Linked DNA regions of Mus musculus: region 1 is linked to region 2. A link is a contact called in public HiChIP or PLAC-seq data. All regions are on one chromosome and are shown on one strand. The core of a region is the stretch at or near the end of the contact, and the rest is flanking DNA. Distances in the headings are between cores, read along the strand shown.

The links. HiChIP or PLAC-seq counts read pairs in DNA pulled down with a chosen protein or histone mark.
Region 1: a contact with region 2 is called in an HNF4G HiChIP or PLAC-seq map of pancreatic cancer cells. The contact joins two enhancer-like sites. A contact is called at or near these places in 6 of 39 promoter capture datasets (cranial neural crest, frontonasal cranial neural crest, hematopoietic stem and progenitor cells and 3 more), 1 of 115 datasets of contacts at active chromatin or transcription factors (pancreatic cancer cells) and 1 of 9 other capture datasets (embryonic stem cells).

What each region holds. Positions count from the first base shown.
Region 1 is chr3:79,539,478-79,545,666 of GRCm38.p6, reverse strand. All of the region lies in intron 1 of Fnip2 (folliculin interacting protein 2), which reads left to right. Among named protein-coding and RNA genes, the nearest start is that of Fnip2, 25 kb to the left of the region's middle. Within about 2 kb of position 2,871, at least 134 of the 459 cell types and tissues checked have an H3K27ac peak or open chromatin away from gene starts, as enhancers often do. A contact at or near this core is called in pancreatic cancer cells, where this site is marked.
Region 2 is chr3:78,985,807-78,991,806 of GRCm38.p6, reverse strand. No RefSeq gene overlaps it. Among named protein-coding and RNA genes, the nearest start is that of Gm23440, 8.9 kb to the right of the region's middle. Within about 2 kb of position 3,441, at least 13 of the 459 cell types and tissues checked have an H3K27ac peak or open chromatin away from gene starts, as enhancers often do. A contact at or near this core is called in pancreatic cancer cells, where this site is marked.

The DNA of each region.
Region 1 (6,189 bases), core at 1,622-4,121, 550 kb before region 2:
TGATGGGAGCTGACTGCACACCAAGATGAAGACACTGGAGGCCTTGCAGAAGCGCTCAGCAAAGAATTGCTAAACAGTTTGGTCTCTCTGTTCAATAGAGACCTTCATTTTACATTTTCCTTCACTTTTCGCTTGGATTTTGAGAGTCTCTAGTCCAAGCTGCCCTTGTCGTCCTCACCCTCCTGCCTCTTTGAATGCTGAGATGGTTGGCATCTGCCACCAGGCCTGGCTCTCTATGTGATTCTCTATAGCTAAACCATAATTAGAATTTGTTTTAAGTATTCTGAAAGAGGGAATGGGTTTGGGGTCAGGGAAGGTGGAGAAAGAAGCCAGGAGTGAATGAGGTGTGGTGGTTGTTGTTTTAAGCATTGCTTCAAGTTCCCTCTGAAATCTTATTTTTATTTTTTAGTGTTTTTCATTTTTGTTATTGTCACTTAAATTTTATTTTGTACGGTGTGTGTGTAAGTCAAAGGATAGCTTGTGGAAATTGGTTCTCTATTTCTGCCACATGGGTCCTGGGGATGGAACTCAGGGTGTCAGGTTCCCCCCCCCTTACCCCCCAACAGTTTGTATGTTGGCATACTTGTAATACAGAGATTACTTACTTAAAATCAACTGCTGTTGAAAATACTGGAAAATTTCTGTTTTCCCCCATAAGCTTACGCAGAGTAGTGCCCCCTTGCTCAGCAGTTCATTCCCCTACATTCGCTGCAGTTCATGCCATACACAGAAGCTTTGAACATAGGTAAAAGGTGGTGGTGTTGGGAGCCTGGACAGAGCATTGTCCTTTTCGATGAGAGCCAGAGAGGAGTTATACATTCTTCTTCTTCGTCTAGAAACGTCCTTCCCCGAGAGGAGGCAGAGTTAAGTGTGGGTATAGTACTTGCTAAGAATATTTTTTTTTTTTTTTTTTTTTTTTTTTTTTGGTTTTTCGAGACAGGGTTTCTCTGTATAGCCCTGGCTGTCCTGGAACTCACTCTGTAGACCAGGCTGGCCTCGAACTCAGAAATCCGCCTGCCTCTGCCTCCCAAGTGCTGGGATTAAAGGCGTGCGCCACCATGCCCGGCTTGCTAAGAATATTTACAACTGCCTTCTATATTTCAGGAACTGTGCTAGAGTCTAGCACGAGACTGTGAAGTGAGACATGGCGTACTTTCAGGGAGCTAGAGTTAACAAACCAACAGAAAACTCACACTCCTATTAAGTACTGACAGTGTGATCCTTGTCGGTTCACCTGTTCTCTGCAGTGTGTTTGTAACCCTCTGGGGTGATAGCCCATCCCTGTACACACAATGTTCACTGTATAGGTTTATCATCCATCTCACGGCTAAATTTTTCAGTTCCCTTGTCATGTGATTTTCGTTATTATGGCATGTAAGTCTGGTGAATAAGAAGATCCAGCAAATAGGGGTACCGATTCCTCTCAGTTCTGTTTGCGTAGGGGTTGGAGAGACAGGCAGCTTCCTCCCAAGTCACTGGTAACTTTGGACCCTGCGTTTCAGCCATCAACATCCGCTACTCACCAGGCATTGGACCTCCTTTTCATTTCTCTCTGGTCTTGGTGACGGAAGCTGGAAGTGGAAAGCGGCAAATCACTTGCCATCATTGTGGCTTGGAATCTGTGCCTCCCAGCTCAGTACAATGGCAACACACAGCTGGGGCTACTCCAAATGTGTCTAATCTGAGTGGAGATGACCTCTAAACCACTGAGGTATGGTGACATGCTGTAGTCCCTGGACTTCAGAGGCTGAAGTGGGAGGATTGTTGAGGCCAGTCTGGTTTAAAGACTAATCAGTCGATTTCAGATGTGGTCCATGTTCTCGAGAAATCTGTTACCTAGCTCCGGAATTCAGAAAGGACATCATGACATCGCCGTGGGGTGAGATGGGAAGAGAGTGATGCTTAACAGTGGCAGCTGGAGCACTAATGCTGGTGGAGGAGGTGACATCCAAGGCTTGCTGTCAGTGGACACCACCTCACACCTGCCTTTATGACAGTCCTGCACAGTCCAAATGTCCTTGCAAAAGTAAGACCCTGGACAAGAGAAGACTGAGACTGACTTCTAAGGTACACATGCCACATGCTGTGGAGGAAGAGTTGAGGCCCAGTTATAGCTAGGCAGTTCTGAGCTCTAAGAAGCAGATCTTTCCAAGTCCATTCTGTCTTCCTGAGGAGGATGTTGGAGCATTTTTTTCAGGACAGGGCCATTGTGGGAAATTCTAACCAAGTGAACGATCTTGGTTTCTTCCTAGTGAGGTTACAAGGTCTGGCTTGGAAAGTTACTTGGAAGATGTTTTAGACAGAAGATTTGGTGTAGTTACAGGTGTTAAAATTGTGGTCTAAGGGGCCTTTGTCAGTGGAAGAGACGATTTGGAAGCTAATTATTTCATAGTTATAATTCTCTACCTTGTATTAATTTATTCTGCAGTTTACTGTTCTCTGTGGACTTTGCAGAATCTATTTTAGATTGTGCAATTTCTTGGAGATTCCAGAGAACCGGCTGCATTTTGTGAGGTTGGAATTGAAGTGAGGAGGTGACTGATTTTAGTAAGATCATCTGCCAGGTGTTGTCGCCTTCGTGTTGTGTGAATCTCAGGCCGTCCTCTCTGAGCTGTCAGCACACAAACGGTGTGTACTCTGGGCCTTGTGCAGACAGACAGACAGCACATCCCATTAGTCTGCAGCCCCAGAAGTTTTCAGAGGGTTTCTCAGCTGCTCACATGCAGTATTTCAAAGCCCTTAGAGCTGGATAGAGTCAGAGCTGAGCAGACTAAGACTAGGGATGTTTGAGTAGTCTCCTGAGTCGCGTGGACAGTGAGTAACTGGGGCCAGAACGAGGTGTGCCTGTCTTCTTGCCCAGCCTTCTGTCCCCGGTGTGACCAGCAGGGCCCCATGAGCTGGCCCCTCCCCTCTGCATGCTCAGATGCCTCCTGGGTTCCCGGTACTCAGGCACCATGAGGCACTTACTCAGATGTGTCTGCTGAGTCACAGTTCAACATCCTTTTCCTTGCTTTCCCTTCTCATAAATTGATTTCTACATATTCGTAAGCAGCAGATGTAGCTTTTTTTTTCTACTAGAACCTAAAGAATGTTGAGTCTTTCTTAATTAGTCATGCATTTGTTACATAGGAAGCTTTTAATTTAAATTTAATTTAATTTAGTTTTTTGTTTTTTTCGAGACAGGGTCTCTCTGTGGAGCCCTTGCTGTCCTGGAACTCACTCTGTAGACCAGGCTAGCCTCAAACTCAGAAGTCCGCCTGCCTCTGCCTCCCGAGTGCTGGGATTAAAGGTGTGCGCCACCACTGCCTGGCTTAGTTTTAATTTTGTTTTGATATAAATCATGGTTGTTACCCATCAATCTAAAATAGAAAGAAGACAAGAGAGAGTCATCTTTTAACAGATACTTATTTTATTAATGTGTGTGTGTGTGTTTAAATTTAGTTACTTGTTCAGTTGGTTTTGAGACAGGGTCTTATGTAACCTACCTGGTCTACATAGTGTCTTAGTCAGGGTTTCTATTCCTGCACAAACATCATGACCAAGAAGCAAGTTGGGGAGGAAAGGGTTTATTCAGCTTACACTTCCATACTGCTGTTCATCACCAAGGAAGTCAGGACTGGTACTCAAGCAGGTCAGGAAGCAGGAGCTGATGCAGAGGCCATGGAGGGATGTTCTTTACTGGCTTGCTTCCCCTGGCTTGCTCAGCCTGCTCTCTTATAGAACCAAGACTACCAGCCCAGAGATGGCACTGCCCACAAGGGGCCTTTCCCTATTGATCACTAATTGAGAAAATGCCTTACAGTTGGATCTCATGGAGGCATTTCCTCAACTGAAGCTCCTTTCTCTGTGATAACCCCAGTTGTGTCAAGTTGACACAAAACTAGCCAGTATGATTGACCCCTTGTCAATTTGACACACAAACACATCACTAGTAAGCCTCAACCCTTACATTCTTATTCATCCCCAAGATCTAAACAACTGTAAAAGCCCCACAGTCTTTACATATTCTTAAAATCCAAAGTCTTTTTAAAATTAAAAGTCTCTTAACTGTGGGCTCCACTAAAATATTTTCTTCCTTCAAGAGGGAAAATATCAGGGCACAGTCATAATCAAAAGCAAAAATCAATCTCCAACCGTCCGATGTCTGGGATCCAACTCACGATCTTCTGGGCTCCTCCAAGGGCTTGGGTCACTTCTCCAGCCATGCCCTTTGTAGCACGCACATTGTTTTCTAGGCTTCAGCTGCCTGTACTGCACTGCTGCTGCTGTTATTGGTGATCATCTCATGATACTGGCATCTCCAAAATGCTACTGTCTTCCACTGTAACTTGGCTTCAACAATAGCCTCTCATAGGCTCTCTTCATGGTGCCAAGCCTCAACTCCTTTGCATGACCCCTTCAGTCCTGGGCCATCAATTGCAACTGAGGCTGCACCTTCACCAATGGCCTTCCCTGACCTCTCACGGTGCCGAGCCTCAGCTGCTTTGCGTGACCCCTTCATGCCTTCAAAACCAGTACCACCTGGGTAACTCTTACACATTACTAAGTCCAGCCACAGCCCAAGGTACAACCTTGGCCTCTGTGCTCTCCTAAAACACTTCTCAGAAGATGTCACCTCAGTGATGCTGGTCTCTTCTTAATCACGGCTAATTTCTTAGCTCCAGCTAACCAGCATCAATAGTCCCAGTAATGCAAAGGCTTCACTCTAGTGGTTCTGGTATCTTGTTAATCACAGCTGATTCTTCAGCCTCAGCTAACCAGAACCACAGAATCTTCACAATCAAAACAGCAATGGCCCTGAAAAGCGTCTTTAATCTTCCCTTGAAATTTCACAAGCCAGGCCTCCATCTTCTGCACTGTTCTCAGCATTATCTTCCAAGCTCCTATACAACATCCCACAGAGCCCTTTTAACACCAAATGGATCCTCTAGCCCAAAGTTCCAAAGTCCTTCCACAGTCCTCCCCAAAACATGGTCAGGTTGTCACAGGAATACCCCACTCTGCTGGTACCAATTTGTCTTAGTCAGGGTTTCTATTCCTGCACAAACATCATGACCAAGAAGCAAGTTGGGGAGGAAAGGGTTTATTCAGCTTACAATTCCATACTGCTGTTCATCACCAAGGAAGTCAGGACTGGAGCTTAAGCAGGTCAGGAAGCAGGAGCTGATGCAGAGGCCATGGAGGGATGTTCTTTACTGGCTTGCTCAGCCTGTTCTCTTATAGAACCAAGACTATCAGCCCAGAGATGGTCCCATCCACAAGGGGCCTTTCCCTCTTGATCACTAATTGAGAAAATGCCTTACAGTTGGATCTCATGGAGGCATTTCCTCAACTGAAGCTCCTTTCTCTCTGATAACTCCAGCTGTGTCAAGTTGACACGAAACTAGCCAGTATAACATAGTGAGCCCCTATACCAAAACTTAGTGCATATTTTTGGCACATAGCTGCTTAGCACTTGAGAGGTGGATGGTGCGGGATCATGCATTCAGGTCATCCTTGCTCGAGGCTGGTCTGGGATATATGAGATCTTGCCTCCAAAAGCCAGAAGAAAAACAAGCACTAAATAAAACACCCAAACACCCTCAGAGTTCAGCGCTGGAGCTCTAGCTCCGGCAACACCCTGAGTGCTATCCCTGCCCCCAAGTTAAAAATGTAAGAGAGGCCTTTCCACAAAAAGTCTCTTTTTCAGGGAGACTCAGGAACAGATCTAATGTGGGCCAGGTGTGTGGAGCACAAGACATATGAGGAAGTACAGAGGATTGTGAAAAATAAGGCTTACCACAGAGGTCCTCCCTGCTGATCCAACATGGCTAAAACTTAGCTGTGGTTAGAGCATGTGAAATGAGGCTTCTGGGTGCTGCATGTCTTATGACCCTGGCCATATATAGCTCTCTGCAGTGCATGCTCTGTAAGGAGCTACAGGGTGCAAAGGATTTGTGGAGAAGTTAATTGTTATAGCTTTACATCCAAATAAAAGAGAAGCAGGGGTTCTGAAAAATTCTTGTGTAAGTCCATTTCCAAACCTATTTTCTCCAGATGATAAGATTCTGGTAAGAATAATTTAGTGTTGACCATGGCAGCACATGGCAGTACATACCTGTATTGAGGAGAGGGAGGCATAAGGATCAGAAAATTCAGAGTCATCCTTGGCTACATAGAACATTTGAGGACAGCCTGGGGTATATAAGG
Region 2 (6,000 bases), core at 2,192-4,691:
AATAATACTCCCAAAAGCTATATATAGATTCAATGTAGTTTTCATAAAAATTCCCATTTTCCACAGGAGAAAAAGATCTTAAAATTCATATGGAAGCACAAAAGTCTCCTGGTAACCAAAACAATCTGACTAAAAAGAATGGAGTTTCAGATACCACTGTACCTGACTTCAGGTTATACTATAGAGCCACAGTGCTCCCGTTTTCTTTCTGTTGCTCTGTCAAACATCACGATTTTCTTCCTCCATCTTAATTACTGTGTGTGTGTGAGTGAGTGTGTGTGAGTGTGTGTGTATGTGTGAGTGTGAGTGAGTGAGTGAGTGAGTGTGTGTGTGTGTGTGTGTGAGTGTGTGAGTGAGTGTGTGTGTGTGAGTGTGTGTGAGTGTGTATGTGTATGTGTGTGTGAGTGTGTGTGTGAGTGTGTGTGCGAGTGTGTGTGAGTGTGAGTGTGTGTGAGTGTGTGTGTGAGTATGTGTGAGTGTGTGTGTGAGTGTGTGTGTGTGAGTGTGTGTGTTGGGCATGCATACCAAAGTGTATATGTGATGCTCAGAGAACAACTTTGTAAATCCACTTCTCTCCTTTCATCCTTATGTGGGTCCAAGGGATTGTACTCAAGTTGACAGGTAAAAGTAAGGACTTACCTGCTAAACCTTCCTGCTAACCCTGGACAGTCTCCTGAGAAACTTGAATGTTTACAAAAAGAAGAATGACTGTAGATTCTTATCATCTTTCAACCTGCATAAAAAATCAACACCAAATTGACCAACATTCAAAATGGAAGATCTGAAACTCTGGAGCTATTAGAGGAAAGAGGAATAAAAACTCTTCGATATATAGGCATAGATAAGAACTTCCTTCATAGGACACCAATGACTCATGAATCATCTCTAACAACTGACAAATAGTAAAATTAGAAATCTTTTAGATAGCAAAGGAAACACTCAATTCAGTAAGGATACAGTCTACAGAGTGGAAGAAAACTCTCTGCTAGCTGTACATCTGACAGATTTAATATCGATAGGATACAGAAGGAACTCAACAAGAAATAAGCAACCCAATCAATAAATAGACAAATGAAATGAACAGATGGAAATGGCCAGTAAACATATGAAAAAGTGGTCAGTAGCCATCATATAAAAATGACAATGAACACTACACTGAGATTACATCTTATCCCAATCGCCATCAAGAAAACAAATGGCCATAAATGCTATTGAAGATTTGGACAAATGGGCATATTTACAGACTGTTGGTGGGAATGTAATATAGTCAGGCCATCATAGAAGTCAATAAAGGGGGTACTTCAAGTACAAAATGACACTTATTATATGACCCAGTGTCTTAGTTAGGGTTTTACTGCTATGAATAGATACCATGACCAAGGCAAGTCTTATAAAAAACAATATTTAATTGGTGCTGGCTTACAGGTTCAGAGGTTCAGTCCATTATCATCAAGGTGGTTGCATGGCACTATCCAGGCAGGCATGGCACAGGCAGAGCTGAGAGTTCTACACCTTCATCCAAAGGCTGCTAGTGGAAGACTGACTTCCAGACAACTATGGTGAGGGTCTTAAGCCCACACCCACAATGACACACCTACCAGGTCACACCTAGTCCAACAAGGCCACACCTCCAAATGGTGCCACTTCCTGGTCCAAGAATATACAAACCATGACACCCAGCGTTAAGGGTATTCACCAGTCAAGACTGCTTGGACATGGGTTTATGCCAATAGAAAGTCTTTACTAGCCAGCCATTAACTACACTGGGTGTTTGAAATCTCAGCCTTGAACCCTTTTCAAGGTGAGCTTTTAAGGACAAAAAAACCATGTTCTGGGCTGACACACTTCAGTTAGCAAGAGCAGACAGAAGTAGAACTACAGAAGCTAAAAAGCAAGATTAGTACATTTTGAGACTTTTCCAGAATTATATGACTCTGATGGATTGTGGGGCATGTGAACCATGACATCAGACAGAAAATCTGGTGAGGTTGAATAAGCCCAAACCCAGTGAAACTCAGAATTGAGTATGACAGGCCCAGGGCCAGCTCTCCGCTAAACTATCTGTTCTGGAACATGTAACCACAACACCCCACTGAGAGGACCATGACAGTCAGTCAAGTTGGGAAAACACCTGAAGCCCTTCCTCATGCTAACAGTGCATCGATCGCTACTACCTCAAACTGGGTCGATGAGAAGTTTCTACTCCTGGATCCCAACCTAGCTCCTGTTTTATTTCATCCTGCAGAGTCCCCGGCAAATGGGACATGTTCATTACACTGTGTGGAGTTTGATTCTCTCTCTTCTCTGGGCATTACTGACCTCTAGAGATATACCAATTATTCTTTTTCTTTTAGATTTTCATCAGGTGCCACCTAATCCTATGTTGGGCCCATCCCCCCATCCCTCCATGTCGTGTATGTGTGTGTGTGTGTGTGTGTGTCCCACTTAACCATTGAGGCCTCTCTATCTATCACAAGCTATGATGGTAACGATTTGTGTGGATAGGACAGACTTGCAACTTAGTTAAAAACTATGAGGCAGGTCTCTGTCAAATTGCTTGTGTTCTGTGAGTTTTTTTTTTTTTTCTTCCTTAGTTAGGGAATTATGTTTGAAGACAGGAATTTGAAGACATTTAAGGTGGGGTTGATACATGTGAGGATAGGTAGCATTCCTGTGGTTGTGTTGATGTGCCTTGGTTTTCTTTCACTTTTTTTGGTAGGGCTGTGTAGTAGTTAATTAATTACCAAATCAACTAGTTGAAAAATGCCTAGATTAGTGAAGCACACCCTTGGGTGTGTCTGCAGTGGCAATTCCAGAGACAGTTAGATCATGGGGTTCTCAGCACTAATTAGTGAATTAATCCTTCCAAGTATTCATAACATGATGGCAATATTGGAAGGTGGTAAAAGGTAGGGGGTGGGCCTTGTTTGAGGAAGGAGTTTGCTTGGATGTGTCTTTGTCTTTCTTTTATGATCCCTGTGTCCTGGAGTCTACAGTTCCTTTCCTGCTATGCTGGAGCATCACTTTAAATCTGTGAGGCAAACTATGTTTTCCTAGTATGAGTTGTTGTCTCAGGCATCTTGGTCACACCAACACAAAGGGAACTAATACAACTGGGAAGGGACACAATACCTTGTAGCATCTAGGCCTGAAATTGTTTAATGTGCTTTGTGGAGGAAGGGTACAACTGGTACCCGCAGCAGGGATGAAAATCAAGGGTTTGGGATTGAAAGCGGCTTCATTTTCATCTTGACTAATCACAACACAATTGGGTTGAGATCTCAGTGCTGTAGCTGCAAACATTTCTATGGCAACCGAAGTTGATTAGATTGTGGGAAGCTATTTCTGAGTAGTTTTGCCTCAGTGCATACCTATGTAACTGGAGACAATTGCACCCACAGTTGTCCTCCCATCCCCCCAACTTTGGTCTTCACTTGCAGCTCCATTCAATGTCAAGCATTTGTGTTATAAATAGCTGTTCCATTTTCCTGTGACTCCACCCAGGTCAGTCTGGCTGCTTTCCTTGTTTCCAAGGAGGGAATTCATATTTGAGTTTTGTGAACAAGTCTTTGTATTATTTCCTTTCCCCTCTGAGGACCCACACCCTATTTCCTCTGCAGGGTGGCTGGGTAGTTAGCATGCACGGTTCCCAAGTCTGCTGAGCAGAACAAATGACAACAATTGCATCCAACCACAGGGGCAGGAAATCTGAAAGGGCAGGTACCAGAGCAAACACTTCAAGTGGAAAATGCCATGCTTGAGGGATGTAGTCCCCACAAATCATTAAAGAAGTTTGAGAGACATTGCTGGAGGGATCGATGTGTAGCTTCAAGTGAAAGGGATGCAGAAAAAGGGAGGGACCATAAAGGTGAGTCAGGCAAGCATAGACTAGCCTAGCAACTGGGACTCCCTTTGGTTTGGGCTTCACACACTAACTTGGGCTTCTAACTGTTCTTGGCAGACTAGACACAAACTCTTCTTGTGCAGCTAGCAACCTAGGACCCCACCATTTGCATCAAGGTACACACACCTTACTCTGAACAACAAAATAAGCTCCCCCCCCCCAACTGACCATTAAGCATTGACATTTCCTATCCAGTTCAAGTCCAATTATATATATCTGGGTTCAAGGGTACCGAGGGAGTGCCGATTTCAATCTGAGCAGAATTTGGGGTGCAGATGTTGACCAAGTGCCTCCAAGATCAAGAAAGGGGTGTCTATTGGGTCAGCCAATCTAGCTTTTAGCAAATAAAGGAGAGGCTACAGGAGAGACATGAGGTCTAACAGGGGCAACGGTTTCCACATTCCTTAGACCCTCACTTGCTCGTATAAAGGGTTGTAGCCATCCTTTTTCTCTGGCGGACTCTTCAACCTCCTGCGACAGTCTTACTCTACCTATGTGAGCCAATAAACACATTCTGGTCTGTTGAAGGTCAGGCTCCTGTCTCTTTCCTGCGCCTCCTGTGCCTTGTAAGTTGCCTCAGAAATAGAACAGGTACAAGAAAGTAAAGTGTCCTGTGAGTGAAATGTAAAGAAAATCCCCTATTTTCACTGTTAGATTATTTAAGAAAGCTGTAGAGAAATGGGAGGTGCAGAGAGAGGCTTGGTCTGACTTTAGGTAGGATCGTGTTTATTCACAGCAGGGCAGTAATCTTTTTTTTTTTTTTTTTTTTTTGGTTTTTCGAGACAGGGTTTCTCTGTGTAGCCCTGGCTGTCCTGGAATTCACTCTGTAGACCAGGCTGGCCTCAAACTCAGAAATCCGCTTTCCTCTGCCTATTAAGTGATGGGATTAAAGGCGTGCGCCACCACTGCCCAGCACAAGGCAGTATTTTGTCAAGCACATTGCAGATGGCTAAAATGCCTATGGAAGATGGGATGAAGCCCCTTGTGGTTACAGAAGGGACTTACGTAGTCAGCAAGTGAAGCTGGGAAGTGTAGTCTGTCAGCCAGAAACTATCCTTCCTCATTCTGAGAGGTTGCTGAGGAGGGTCTTTGTTGGAGGAGGTAGTTCAGAATACACCGAGGAAGGCCTCCTCTGGTCATGAAGAGTAGAAGGGAGTGATCTGCTGAGCTGAACCGGTACATGCCCTCCTGTATTCCTAAAGAGACTTGGAAAACAAATATAAGAGGCTGAAAGCAGGAAACCGATGATCCGATTACAGGGTAAGATGGATTTTTTGGGAAGGAAGGTTGAGAGATAAGAGCAGATGTGGGAGAGATGGAGTGGCCCAGTGGGAGAAAGTGGGCATAAAATTGATTCTGGACTTGTCCCATTGCCAAAGTCAGCAGAAGTAGCGGGGGCGACACACCATTCAAGGGAAGGATCAAGAGTAAACTCTTTACCAATGTAAAGAGTTGCATCTGGCCTGGGCTGAAAGAGATGGAGTCCCCTTTCAGCCAGTGTTTCTCCAGAGCATCTAAAAGGTCTGTTTGCAAATTTAACAGGAACAAACGGAGCTGTTGGAGGATAAGTGTGTGTGGAACAACAAAGATGAGGAGAAAAGAGTGATCGAGGGGAGGAGTCATAGTGGGAGGGAACCAGAAGAATTTGTGGTCTGTCCCATTTCAAACAAATTGGCATATTTTTGGTGTGGAAGGAGCATTGTTTGGGGTGGTGGGGCATGCATCCCATCCCTAACAGAAGTCATATCTAGTCCTCTTTGTACTGCAGCAGTCAATGAGCCAAGCTGGTCCTGATGGATGTTAAGCTGCTCTGAGCTGGTGAGACAGAGAGGTTAATGGATATAAAGAAGGCTTCTGTCCTGCTGTTTTAGTTTTGAGTCCCCAAAAGAATGTCCAGAGTGTCAAGAAAAGAGATGAGTTGGGTGGCTCATGGTCCATTAGTGTCCTTTTAGAGGCCACCTGAACCCCTTCAAGGGGTTTGGGGCATTGATCTCTCTAACAGCATCCTGGCTGACAACGGGTTTGGTAAGGGAGCAGCAGTTAGAGAGAGGGTCCATCCGAGTGGCTGTGATAGAACGCAACAGCTGGCAAAGACC